2 separate regions of the Mus musculus genome follow, and region 1 is linked to region 2. Evidence: chromatin contacts called from public Micro-C data. All regions are on one chromosome and are shown on one strand. The core of a region is the stretch at or near the end of the contact, and the rest is flanking DNA. Distances in the headings are between cores, read along the strand shown. Region 1 overlaps Myo15b (myosin XVB). Region 2 overlaps Grb2 (growth factor receptor bound protein 2).

Region 1 (6,388 bases), core at 553-3,052, 230 kb after region 2:
CTGGCACTGAGGGATGGATTTGTGTGTGGGGACCATTCTGAAGGGAAAGGTCCGAGACAAAAGATTAAGTTCTTTCCTTCCTCGAGCCCAGGAGAGTGGGAAAGAAATGGCAAGGGCTGGAGAGATGGCTTAGAGGGTAAGAGCAGAGGACCCAGGTTCAAATCTCAGCATCCACATGGTGTCTCACAACCATTACTATAACTCCAGTTTCAGGAGATCTGATGACCTCTTCTGACTTCCGTGACCATCAGCTACACATGTGGGGCAAATACAGACATGCAGGCAAAGCACATGCACACATTAAAAAGGAAATAAATCTAAAAAGTAACTAATTTATAAAAAAAAACTTAGGCTAGGCATGGTGGCACACGCCTTTAGTCCTAGCATTTGGGAAGCAGAGACAGGAGGATCTCTGAGATGTCAAGGCCAGCCTGGTCTATAGAGCAAGTTCTAGTATATACACAGAGAGACCCTTTCTCAAAACAACAAGGAAAGGAAGGAAGGAAGGAAGGAAGGAAGGAAGGAAGGAAGGACAGACAGACCAGGCTGAGCTAGGCAGTACATCCCAGACTAATCTGGTATATGAAACCCCATTTTCCAAAATAAATAAATAAGAATCCCAGATGCCTGGTGGACAGCTTTGTGGAGTCACAGGAACATGTATAGGACCCAGACTTTACATGGGAACCGAGGTTGCAGGGTAGACACCAAAAATAAAGTGACCCTGGGATGGTGATATGGCTCAGGAGGAGGAGGGCTTGCCTAGCGGGCACAGAGCCCTAGGTTCGATCCCCAGCACGGTATAAAATCAGGTGTGGTAATGCTGTTCTACAGAACAACCCAAGCCAAAGCATGAAGTTTTGGGGGTTCAGCTGTGCCTCCTTGCAAAAGCTCATCCCCAGGTGGACTGTGGATTGTTTACATTCCCCCACAGAGGAGTGGAGTGGGTCACAAGATCTTGGCCCTCACGGCACGTGGCCTGGGGAATAAGTAACATTTGCAGGCCAGGGAAGACCAGGGGAGAGGGCTTCATCCATGCATCTGTGGTAAGACAGGAGCATACACTGGGACGCGGCCATTGCCGCTCTTCCCCTGAGGAGGGATTGTGACAGAGGGTGTGCACCCGTGGTCCCAGCAGTCTAGAGGTAGAGGTGAGGAGGGCCATCCTCAGCTACATATGGAGTTGGAGGCTAGCCCGGCCAAAAGGGACTGTATCTCAAGCCAGCCAGGAATGGTGGTGCCCGGTATCTTTAATCCAGCCTTTAATCCCCAGCGTTCTGGGTGCAGAGACAGGGGGATCAGTGTGAATTCAAAGCCAGCCTGGTCATCATAGGGAACTGTCCCCAAAACCAAATAAGAGAAACCCCTCACAGGTGTTTCTCAAGTCCTTGATTCACATTTTTTTTTTTAAATCTGTTTTACGAATATGGGTGTTTTGATTTTTTGCATTTGTCTGAGTAACATGTGTGGTCCTGGGGAGGCCAGAAAAGGGCATTGGATCCCCTGGGACTGGAGTTACAACTGGGAACCACCATCCATGTAAGGACTGGGAACTGAACCTGGATACTCTAGCAGAATAGCCAGTGTTTGTTTGTTTGTTTGTTTGTTTCCGAGACAGGGTTTCTCTGTGTAGCCCTGGCTGTCCTGGAATTCACTCTGTAGGCCAGGCTGGCCTCGAACTCAGAAATCCGACTGCCTCTGCCTCCCAAGTGCTGGGATTAAAGGCGTGCACCACCACGCCTGGCTACAGCCAGTGTTTTTTCCCACCCCTTAGGTTAAAGTGACCTGTGACAGCTTGTGGAGAGGGTGTGGCTGGAACAGTTTTGACCTCTGTCTCAAAGCCTCCAACTATGTCTTCTTTAACTCCTTCAGACTTCCTCAGAAATATCACATCTAGGGCTTGGTGGAGGTGGCTCCTGGGCCTGAGGTGACCCTGACCTTCTCAAATAGGACCTGGCTGTTCAAAAGGATGAAGGGAACACACTGTAGGGATTCTGCTGCAGGCCAAGCTGACTCCCTCAGTCTGAGGAAGAGATCTGGGGAGACAAATGTCCCCATGTCTAGGTTGTGTGGGGCTGCGGTCTTCAGGAAGGAACGGGGTGAATTCAGGGAACAGTAAGTGTGTACAGGACCTGAGAAAGTGTGGCTCCTTCCTTACCAGGCCACAGACCACACCTTCCTCCAGAAGTGCCACTATCACCATGGTGACCACCCCAGCTACGCCAAGCCTCAGCTGCCCCTGCCAATCTTCACGGTGCGGCACTACGCTGGGACTGTCACCTACCAGGTATCTGCCCTCAGACAAAGAATGCAGGTGAATCATCAAGGCCGTGTCATCGTAGTGTCTGCCCCTCCCAAGCTGAGTCACCTACCAGAAGTGGCACCGTATCTCCATGAGAGCCTCAGGCCACACCCACTTCTGAGTGTTATTTTTTAATAGCTCCTTAGCTAAGGATGGGGCCTTGAGAGCCCCTCCCATCCATGCTGGATTTTTTTTTTTTTACATTTGTTTTTAGTTAATGAGGTGGGGGAAGGGTGCGTGTGTGTATATATGTGGAGGTCAGAGGACAACTTCTGGGGGTTGGTTTTCTTCTTCCATGGTGTGACTAGCTGGGCTTGAACTTGGGTCCTCAGACTCAGCAGCAGGTGTCTTACTGGCCCATTTTACTGTGCAGTTTGCTCTCTTAACCACTGAGCCATCTCATCTGTCCCTTAACATCTCATCTGTCCCTCCCCGTTTTAAAAACTCTTTGGGTAGGAGAGTTTTGCCTGCATGAGTCTGTGCATCATGAGTGTGCCGGGTGCCCTCAGATGCCATCAGAGAGCATCAGATTCTCTGGGGCTGGGGTGAGTGTAGGATGGGATGTGCTATGTGGGTGCTGGGAATCGAACCCAGATCCTCGAAAAGAGCGGCCAGTGCTCAACTGTGGAGCCACCTCTGCAGCCCCAAGTCGTCATCATCTTTTTAAAAATTATGCCTTGGTGTTTTATAGTTTGCTTGCTTGTTTGTTTTTGAGACAGAGTTTCTCTGTGTATCCCTGGCTGTCCTGGATCTCACTACTGCCTGGTCTCAAACTCAGAGATCCTCCTGTCTCTGCCTCCCAACTTGCTCCAATTAAAGACTTGAGCCACGCCCCTAGCTCTTGTTTTAGGTTTTGAGACAGGGTCTCATTTTGGCTCATCCAGTCTTTAATTTTCTTTGTGGCCAGGGATGACCTCACATTTCTGATCCTTTTGCCCCCGTCCCCCGACCCCAAGCAGTGGGACTGCAGGTGTGTAACACCTGTGTGTAGCACCTGTGTGTAGCACCTGTGTGTAACACCTGTGTGTAGCACCTGTGTGTAGCACCTGTGTGTAACACCTGTGTGTAGCACCTGTGTGTAACACCCGTGCCCCGTTCAGGGTTAGGCTGAACTCGGGTTAGGGTTAGTGCTGGGACTCAGAACCTGGGCCTTGGGCACGGTAGGCCCAGGCTCCTCCAGCTGTGCCACAGTCCTGTCCCTGAGATTGGGTTTTGATTACAAATGAAGAAACAGTCAAGTGTCCACGCCTTTAATTCCAGCAGAAGCAGGCTAGTCTCTGAGTTCAAGGCCAGCTTGGTCTACAGAGGGAGCTCTAGGACAGCCAGGGCTATACAGAGAAACCCTGTCTTAAAGAAAGAAAGAAAAGAGAGAGGCAAACCATCCTGAGTTTTCTGTGGAGAAAGGCATGAGGATAACCAAGAGAATCCTGAAGAGCAGAGAGTGGAGGAGACTTTTCTCTGCGGTAGGAAGCTGGTCTACAGCACGGGCCCTGGAAGAGGACCATGGCCTCCTCTCTTGCAGGTGCACAAGTTCATAAACAGAAACAGGGGCCACCTGGACCCCGCTGTGCTGGAGATGCTCAGGCAGAGCCAGCTGCAGGTGACCTAGCCTTCCTTTCAGGTGCACAGAGAGCTTTGCGGGGCTAGTCCTTGACGGCTGGATGGAGGAATGAGTGTGTGTGGTGTGTGTGGGTGGGTGGGTTTCCGTGTTTAGGGCAGCCTGCTCCTGGGGGGCCATGTGGTGGGTAGACAGGCCCGGGATGGAAACAGCTGAGACCCATCTCACCCTGCACAGCTCATGGGCAGCCTGTTCCAAGAAGCAGAGCCCCAGGCTGGGACTGAGCAAAACAAACCCACATTGGCCTCTCGATTCCAGCAGACCCTGGGTGACTTGCTAGCTCGGCTAGGCAGGTGAGAACTGCGTCCCTCCACTGGACCCCAGAGGATGGGATGGAGGGAAGTGGGATCTATGACTACTGTCCTGCTCGGTGACTGTCCCCTTTCCACTCAGCAGGGGCCATGTCTACGTCATCCACTGTCTCAATCCCACCCCTGGAAAGGTGAGCCCTCTTTCTCCAACTCCACCCCTGCCGTGCCGTCCTCCGCCCCTCCCCTCCTCTGGGACCCTCTCCTCAAAGCCCTGTTCCGGACTCCAGCTCTCCTTGGCTGTGTCTCTGGCTCCCAGATCCCAGGCCTCTTGGACGTGGGGCATGTGGCAGAGCAGCTGCGTCAGGCTGGCATCCTGGAGATCATAGGCACCCGGAGTACCCACTTCCCCGTGCGAGTGTCCTTCCAAGTCTTTCTGGCAAGGTAAGATTCCATGGTGAGGCAGCAGAAGCCAACACCGCACAGGGGACAGTCCCAGGTAGGTGGTCCTGACAGAGAAGAGACTGTGTGCCTGATATTCAACAGTCTTCCCTTCACCATTCCTTACATACATGCACGCTCACACATGCTCACACATGCTCGCTCACACATGCATGCTCACACTCCTTTCTATATTGGCCTCATCTCCTCAGAGCTAATGTCCTGCTAGAGATGAGTTGGGCTCTGCCTGCCCTGGGACCTTACCATGCGGCCGGTTGAACACAGCCAGGATCATGTGACTGAATCAGTGAGGAGCGCAGTTAGCAGAGCCTTTCAGAATTGATAAGGGATGGCAGGCGCAGGGGCAGCCATGAGGAGCAGGCCTGTCATGGTTGTGGGGACAGTGAGGGTGCAGCAGCCTTTGAGGGAGAGCTCAGAGGTGTCCGGGAAGCTGGTGACTGAATGTGAGGTCTATTTGGGCCTTAGCTTGGACCACCTCTCGCCACCCTCTGAGGCCTCCCCTCAGGGATCTAGTCACCCCTTGCCTGTGACTGCCTTATCCTGGGACAGCCTGGCTGAGGGGTGGAGCCCAAAGCAGGCAGTAGATGAGTGTAGTCTGTGTTTGTCCTTGAGCTGGGGAATGACAGGTCACAGGTGAGAAGGTGCTGTCCTTGCCCTGGGACAGTTGCCAAGTCACTGGCTGTCACCTCTTCCAGGAAGCTCTGAGCTCTGGATGGAGGAGGACACTCTTCCCAGCCTTGGCTGGGTCTGTTGATGACCTGCCCTGCTGTTCTGCCCTGCCCTGGCCTGGCCTGCCCTGCCCTGCCCTCTGCAGACCTGCGTTGACCCCGACCCCGTGTTAGTGTATAGCATCCCAGAGAGCCACGCCTCTTGCTTCTCTAGCCTTGCCTGGCCTCATGGCACCATCTACCTGCCCCTTCTCCAGAACATCGGGCTCACCTGCCCTGCCCCTGCCGGAAGTCAGCGCCCTGCCTGGCTCTATGTCAACATGACATGCCCTAGAAACAGCTGGAAAGAGACTTGTGTTTTGTTAGGTTTATTTGTGTGTGTGTGTGTGTGAGAGAGAGAGAGAGACAGACAGACAGAGAGAGAGAGAGAGAGAGAGAGTTATATGCCCATGCACCATGAGCATGCTGGCACTTATCCAGGCCAGAACAGAACAGGGAGTTGGATCCCCTAGAACTGTAGCTTGTAAGTTGAGTCACGCGTGCTGGGAACTGAACCTGTGTCCTTTGCAAGGGCCATGAGTGCTCCTAACCGCTGAGCCATCTCTCCAGCTCTGGAGAAACTAGGATGCAGGATTTCTCAAGCTGCTGATTGACCCAGAAATTGAGTAATTATCAATGGGTTTGCATTCAGGTGTCAATCAAGTGTCTTAAAACAAAACAAAACAACACAACAACAACAACAAAACAAACTGTCTTTGCTCTTCTGAACTCAACTCTGTGCCTTTTGAACAGGTTCCATGCCCTGGGGTCAGGGAGACAGAAAGCTGCCTCTGACCAGGAGAGGTGTGGTGCCATCCTCAGTGAAGTGCTGGGGGCAGAGTCACCGCTGTATCATCTTGGAGTCACCCAGGTGTGTGTGAGTGCATGGGGGACAGGCATGCATGAAAAGGAGAGAGCCTACTGGGCTATGGGAGCTAGCTGCCAGGCTACCCTGGGGCCCCTAGAATAGAGTGTGTGACTAGATGTGGGGAGGCTGATACCAGAGGAGAAGAGCAGGCATGTCCTGTCTGCTTCCCAAATCCTCCCACTC
Region 2 (6,082 bases), core at 551-3,050:
CAGAGGAGGCAGGATCTGAGGAGACAGGGGAGGCTGCTGAAATCTAGGCTTCAGAAGGACTTGGCAGTGGGTGGTGGAGGGAAAACTGGTCTAGGTGCTGACTAAATGCCAAGATGGCTTCATTTTATGGCATGTAAGCTACAGCTACCCAGCGTGCGCGTACAGAGCCAAGGTGCTGACACTACCACCCCTCATCTTGAGGCAAGACCTCCCACTGTAACTTGGCCTGGCTTTAAATGATCAATCCTTCTGCCTCAGCTTCCTGGATTGTAGGCATAAACCACCACACTTACAGAGTTTGGTTTTGATGTTATTTTTAGACCAATGGCCCTAAACATTAAACATGCTGGTTAACTGTGCTCCCACTAAGCTACTATCCTCAGCCCTGGCTCGGCACCTCCAGCTTCCTTTTTTTTTTTTTTTCCAAGACAGGGATTCTCTGTGTAGCCCTGGCTGTCCTGGAACCCATTCTGTACACTAGGCTGGCCTTGAACTCAGAAATCTGCCTGCCTCTGCCTCCCAAGTGCTGGGATTAAAGGCGTGTGCCACCACTGCCCGGCTTCCTTTTTCTTGCTTGAGATAGAGTCTCAGGTAGCCTAGGCTGGCCTCAGACTCCTTATGAAGATGAAGCTGGTCTTGAACACCTGATGCCTGTACATCTGTGCATCTCTTGTGTGCCTAGTGCCTGCAGAGATCAGAGAGGGCATTGGATCCTCTGGAATCAGACTTACTGGTGGTTGTGAGCCACCATGTGCTGGGATTCGAACCTGAGTCTTTGCAAGAGCAATGGATGCTCTTTGCTACTGAGCCCTCTCTAGCCTTGACACTTGGCTTAGCGTCTGTTAGTGAAGGAACCTCTCAGGCTTCTCCTACCTTTTCCTCACTATGGCCCCTGGACAGTTAGGACAAGGTAGCTGCTTTCACAAAAAAGGCACTGACTGACTGAAGGGGCTAATGGAATGGGCTAGAGGTAGTCTATCTTGTGCTGCCTCTCCACCATAGCTTGTGAATTCAGTCACAAGCAAAAGAGACAGAGTAGTGTCACATGGCTGGCATTCCCCCCAACACATTGGGGGACAACCAGCACCCTAAGACATTGCCGCTCAGAACCCATGAGGCCACGTGTACCTACAGTCCAGCCTGACCACCCAAGAGAGACAACTGGGCCAGGAGACAGGCAGGCCACCCTCCCTCCCTCCCTCCCTCCCTCCCCCCCCCCCCCCCCCCCCCCCCCCCCGTCCTAAGCTAATGCCACCTTTGGCCTCTTGTGGGCTTCCCTAACTTCCTTCTGTGAACTGTTGTAAGCCGGTGTTCTAGAACTCAGCTTCCAACTTGATATCACTTCTCAGGACAGAGGAGGCCTCTGGTGCGCAAAGGATAGGGCATCTGGGATCACAGCTTCACTGTCCCAGCTAGGCTGTCTGCCCTGCAGAGGGCAGCTCAGGTCACTTCTGAGCTGGCCCACGGCATTCAGCTATTTCTCCTGCACACCCCCACCAGCCCTGCTCCTGCCCCACCTGCCCCGTGGGTCTGTTGTCTGACACTAGGCATGGGACTCAGGGCTTTGCCTACACTAAGCATGTGCTTCAACAGTTACACCTCCAGCTCCACCTATTAATAACTGTCCAAAGAACTATACCAACAGATCAACCTGATGCTATCTTCCCTAACCACCCATCCTTACCCCATTTGCATACCCCACTTCCTGTCTGAATTCACCCAGCTCGTGGCTCACACCGAGGTTTAAGCATCTAGGCAGAGGAACACCTCCCTGGCGGTGCAGTCGAAGACCCGAATGTGGTGATTTCCAGGCTCGGGATGACTCAGTGACGTCTGCAGCGCAGGAGTGGAGGAGGCTGCTCATTTGTGAGGCATAAACGTGGCTCTCCTCAGCCAGTTCCTCATGGGGGAAGTCCCCTTGATCCAGAGCAGAAGAGGCCATGACCCCTATGGAGGACACTGTCACCAGGGGTCCTGAAGATGCCCCGAGGAGATGGGAGAGGCTGATGTACATCCTCAAGCCTTGGGCAGCACAGAGAAGGGAAGCAGAGGCAGACAGGGGAGTGCTGACTCAGACCGAGAGCACGGTGCCTTTTAGGCCCCATGCCAGGTGTGCTGAAAAGACTGTTGCTGGATCTGCTCTCAGTGGTCTCTATTCGAACAGAGTACAGTATGCCTTGTAAATTGGCTCTCTAGATCTTGTCTCTTCATGTAGCCAGGGCTGGTCTAGGAACCCTGGTCTTACCATGTAGCTCAGGTTGGCCTAGAAGTCTCCATCTTATTCAGTACTGGGATTATCAGCAAGTACCATCTCTCTTAGCTCCTCCAGCCTGTACTTAATAGACAAGGTCTCACTGTGTAGCTCTGCCTGGCCTGGAGATGGATAACAGGGAGCAGGCTGGACTTGAACTCAGAGATCCCATCTGCCTTTTCTCCAGAGTACTGTGCTCCAAGGTGTGTCATGCCTGGCAGTCACACGCACACGCGCACACACACACAGTGTCATAGTGTATAAAAGTCAGAGGCCAACATTCCCACCTTCCATCAGATGGCTCTGAGGGTTTGGTAGCAAGTCCCTTCTACCTGCTGCTCGGCCAACTCGACTGGGTTTAATTAATTTTAAGTGGGCTGGCCAAACCCCAGTACTCAGAGTCATCAGCACATGGGACTGTCATGTCAACCATCAACAATGTCCTCCTCCCTTAAACTTTGTCACAGACAATGGAGCTCTCAGTTCTGTAGCCCAGAGGGACCTGGGATGCAACCTGATCCTCCTGCCTCAGCCTCTGGAGTGCTGGGTTACAGGTGTGAACAGCCATTCCCTGTTTTGCTTAGGTTTGTGATGGTAACTACCACAGAGAGGCTGAAGAGACCCCAGAACTCCACACTGGGCTTCATGGTATAGGCCGTGAACATGGTCTTGGCTCTTAGGAGGTGGAGGCAGTTCCCAGGACCTGCATGGCAGCTTACAACCTTCTGTAACTCCAGTTTTAGGTCTGATCCTGTAGGGCACCATACTCACATAGTACACAGACATATATTTAAACACTCATACACATAAAATAAAAAATGTTTAAGAATCTCCAAAATTTTGAAAACAAAACCAAATAAACAAAAAAACAGATCCAGGGCTGGAGAGATGGCTCAGCGGTTAAGAGCACTGACTGCTCTTCCAGAGGTTCTGAGTTCAATTCCCAGCAACCACATGGTGGCTCACAGCCATCTGATGCCCTCTTCTGGTGTGTCTGAAGACAGTGACAGTGTACTCATATACATAAACAAATCAACCTTTAAAAACAAAAAACAAAAAAAAAAAAAAACATTGGGTCTGAAGGCCATCTAGCCCATAAGCAGGCCCAGGAATGGTGTCAAGAGGAGACAGCTGGCTGGTGCTGTCAGATGACCTAAACCAATGTAGCTGTCCATCCTAGCATTTCCGATCTCACTCTGCACCTGGCTCCTGGTGCTCGATGAAGTCTTGGGACCAGGAGGGAGCAGCAGGGCCACTATGATGGGCCAGGTTGGCTAGTGGTATCCTCAAGGTTTTGCATAGCCTAGCCTTTATCATGAGACACATTTGAGCTGGCCCTGGGCACACATACACAGCCTGGATAACTCACCAGGAATCTGACCCAGGGGAGGGGCAGGACACACACTGTGATCACCTGAAGAACAAAGAGGGGGCTCAAGGAGAGTGTGCTTGTTAGCAAGTGTAAAACACTGGGTTCTCAGCACTGGGGAAAAAATGACACCCCCCCCCCCAATCAGGAAGGGGTTAAACTGACACAAAGGGAGTTCAAAGTCAGCCCAAGCTCTCTGCTCAGCTGGCCCAGACAAGCACAGCTCCCTCTCACATGCACATCACCGCAACGGGGAGGAGCAGGTGGCACCCGGGAGCCTCCTAGCCACCAGTTCAGGTGGTTTGCTCGGCAGAATCCTCTTTTGTTCAAGCCTCAACCCTTACCGCGTCATAGCCAGCACCGTGTGGTTACCAACTTTGTCTCACCCAAAAGACCACTGTCACGGCTGTGTCATGTAGCTGCCTCACCGACTTCCTCAGAGATTAGCCTTTCCACACCCTCAGCTCGGAAGGGAAGAGGAGCTTTCCAGCCCAGCTCTGGGTTCTTCTGAGTTCTTGTCTAAACCATTTTCCACATAATGAGCTACATCACTCGTCCTAGGTTCACAGGGTCTGGAGATGCCGGCCAGAGTTAACATACTCTAAGCCTTTACTTTCAACATTTGGGAGCAGAGGCAGGAGAATCTCTGCGAATTTGAGGCCAGCCAGGGCAACATAGTGAGACCCCATCTATAAAATAAAATCAGGACGGGCAGTGATCCCAGCACTTGGGAGGCTGAGATGGGCGGATTTCTGAGTTCAAGGTTACCCTGGTCTACAGAGTGAGTTCTGGGACAGCCAGGGCTACACAGAGAAACCCTGCCTTGAAAAAAATAAATAAATAAAAAAATAAACTGAAAACACCATCAGGGAGAAATGAAGACACACAGTTAAGAACTCATTGTACGTTTATTCACAGTTAATCACTACCTACCAAATTGCTGTCCGCAGAAGTCAGAGTAAGTACATAGTTGGTTTTTTTTTTTTTTTTATTTAAACACTGATCTTTAAATATATACACACAAAACTTAGTTCAGCAAGGCTTCATGATATACACCAATTCCAAAATAAAACAATCACATGGCCCAGGTGTGACTCCAGAGATTACTTTATCATCAGCAGGGAGAGCAGCAGCGGAACCAGGAGAGGTGGGGACCCAGAAGGCCGCCTCCGAGCCTTAGGGGCGCCCTGAGCTGAGTCCATCTCACAATGCTAAGTCCAGGGGAGACTCTACCCGCAAGAGTCTAGCAGCCCATGGATGCACCGACTCCAAGGGAAGGCCTGGGTGGAGCCCTGCTTCTGCTGTGGGAAGGAGGCAGGGTGGAGAGAACGGTGTGCAGGCACGTGACTACAGAGGACGGAAAACTCACAGAAGACAAGAGTTAAAAAGCTGTGCACTGGTCTTGGTCTCTCCTACCTCGAAAGGCTTTGTGGGATGGAGGGGTGGGGTGGGGGGAGGGGCAGCACAACCCACTGCCAAGAGAGATGCGGCCGACCCCACAATCCTGCTATCTGCACCCTTGGACAGGTGGGGAAATACGAGCGTGAAAAATGAAAGGCCAATTCTCTTCAAGCCCATCTGCATGTAGGCCTATAAGAGTGAAGGATGCCAGGGCTCCTCTGACCGTCTTGTGTTTGGATCAGTAGCTCCAGGCATAGAGAGAGCAGACCATAACTGAGACACGGAGACAGAGACTCTGATGTCCACTGAGTCTGAGCTGAAGCGAGTGTTGCAGCTCACAAAGTAAAAGCTGAGGCTTCGAGACCTCCGGCCCATTCAAGATGGGAAATACACTCTCTGCTTCTACCAGCTCCTTTCTCTGTCCTCTTTCCCCTGCCCTGAGAGGAAAATATTTACACAGGATAGGAGACGAATCAACTGAAAAGCTCTGGACTGTCTTTAACTTATTAAAAAAAAAAATGGTACAAATACCATTTATGAACACCCTTGAAATAAGACAAAGGCACTATTTAAAAAAAACAAACAAACAAACAAAAAAACGTCAAAACACCTGAAGGGAAGCAGTGGGAGAGGGGAGGGCCTGCAGTCTGACTCTCAGGAGACCGGGGAGGACAGTGGGCCTCCTTCCCCTAATTCCAACTTTGATGGAATGCTCCAGGCCTGAGGCTGGAGGCGGTACCCCTGGGCATCTCGGGTGAACCCCAACCAGGGCCCCAGAAGCACTGGCTGCCCCTGTGTGTGAGGAATCCGGCTCTTTCAGTCCATCCATCTCCACAGACATTTTGCATAGAGAAAATACCAGCCCACTTGGTTTCTTGTCTTTTATTATTGGCATCAGCTGGACTATATGTGGCCTTAAACATCATGCACTGGACAGGAAAGAAAGAACGAGAAAAAGGACACAGGAGGGGAACAGGGGTAGCGGCGAGATTCCGTAATAAAAACTGTAATTCATTCAATAGGTTAAGTTTTGGCATTATGAAATCAAACACCCCTCCCCA

The links. A called contact is a pair of places that touch in the nucleus more often than the background predicts.
Region 1: a Micro-C map of the HL-1 cell line shows a contact between it and region 2, with 3 times the contacts expected there. The contact joins two enhancer-like sites. A contact is called at or near these places in 8 of 39 promoter capture datasets (the HPC-7 cell line, cranial neural crest, hematopoietic stem and progenitor cells and 3 more), 1 of 15 datasets of contacts at CTCF or cohesin (the NIH/3T3 cell line), 19 of 484 Hi-C or Micro-C datasets (the Ba/F3 cell line, the HL-1 cell line, the N1E-115 cell line and 12 more), 15 of 115 datasets of contacts at active chromatin or transcription factors (bone marrow-derived dendritic cells, embryonic basal ganglia, embryonic stem cells and 6 more) and 3 of 9 other capture datasets (adipose tissue, embryonic stem cells and liver).

The regions. Positions count from the first base shown.
Region 1 is chr11:115,867,314-115,873,701 of GRCm38.p6, forward strand. Myo15b (myosin XVB) reads left to right here. Exons shown (of 64, transcript NM_001384233.1): 14 at 2,162-2,287; 15 at 3,825-3,902; 16 at 4,098-4,213; 17 at 4,317-4,362; 18 at 4,488-4,612; 19 at 6,091-6,208. Among named protein-coding and RNA genes, the nearest start is that of Myo15b, 13 kb to the left of the region's middle. Within about 2 kb of position 1,803, at least 66 of the 459 cell types and tissues checked have an H3K27ac peak or open chromatin away from gene starts, as enhancers often do. A contact at or near this core is called in the HL-1 cell line, pancreatic cancer cells and trophoblast stem cells, where this site is marked.
Region 2 is chr11:115,639,536-115,645,617 of GRCm38.p6, forward strand. Grb2 (growth factor receptor bound protein 2) reads right to left here. Exons shown (of 6, transcript NM_008163.4): 6 at 4,510-6,082. Among named protein-coding and RNA genes, the nearest start is that of Slc25a19, 14 kb to the left of the region's middle. Within about 2 kb of position 1,801, at least 171 of the 459 cell types and tissues checked have an H3K27ac peak or open chromatin away from gene starts, as enhancers often do. A contact at or near this core is called in the HL-1 cell line, pancreatic cancer cells and trophoblast stem cells, where this site is marked.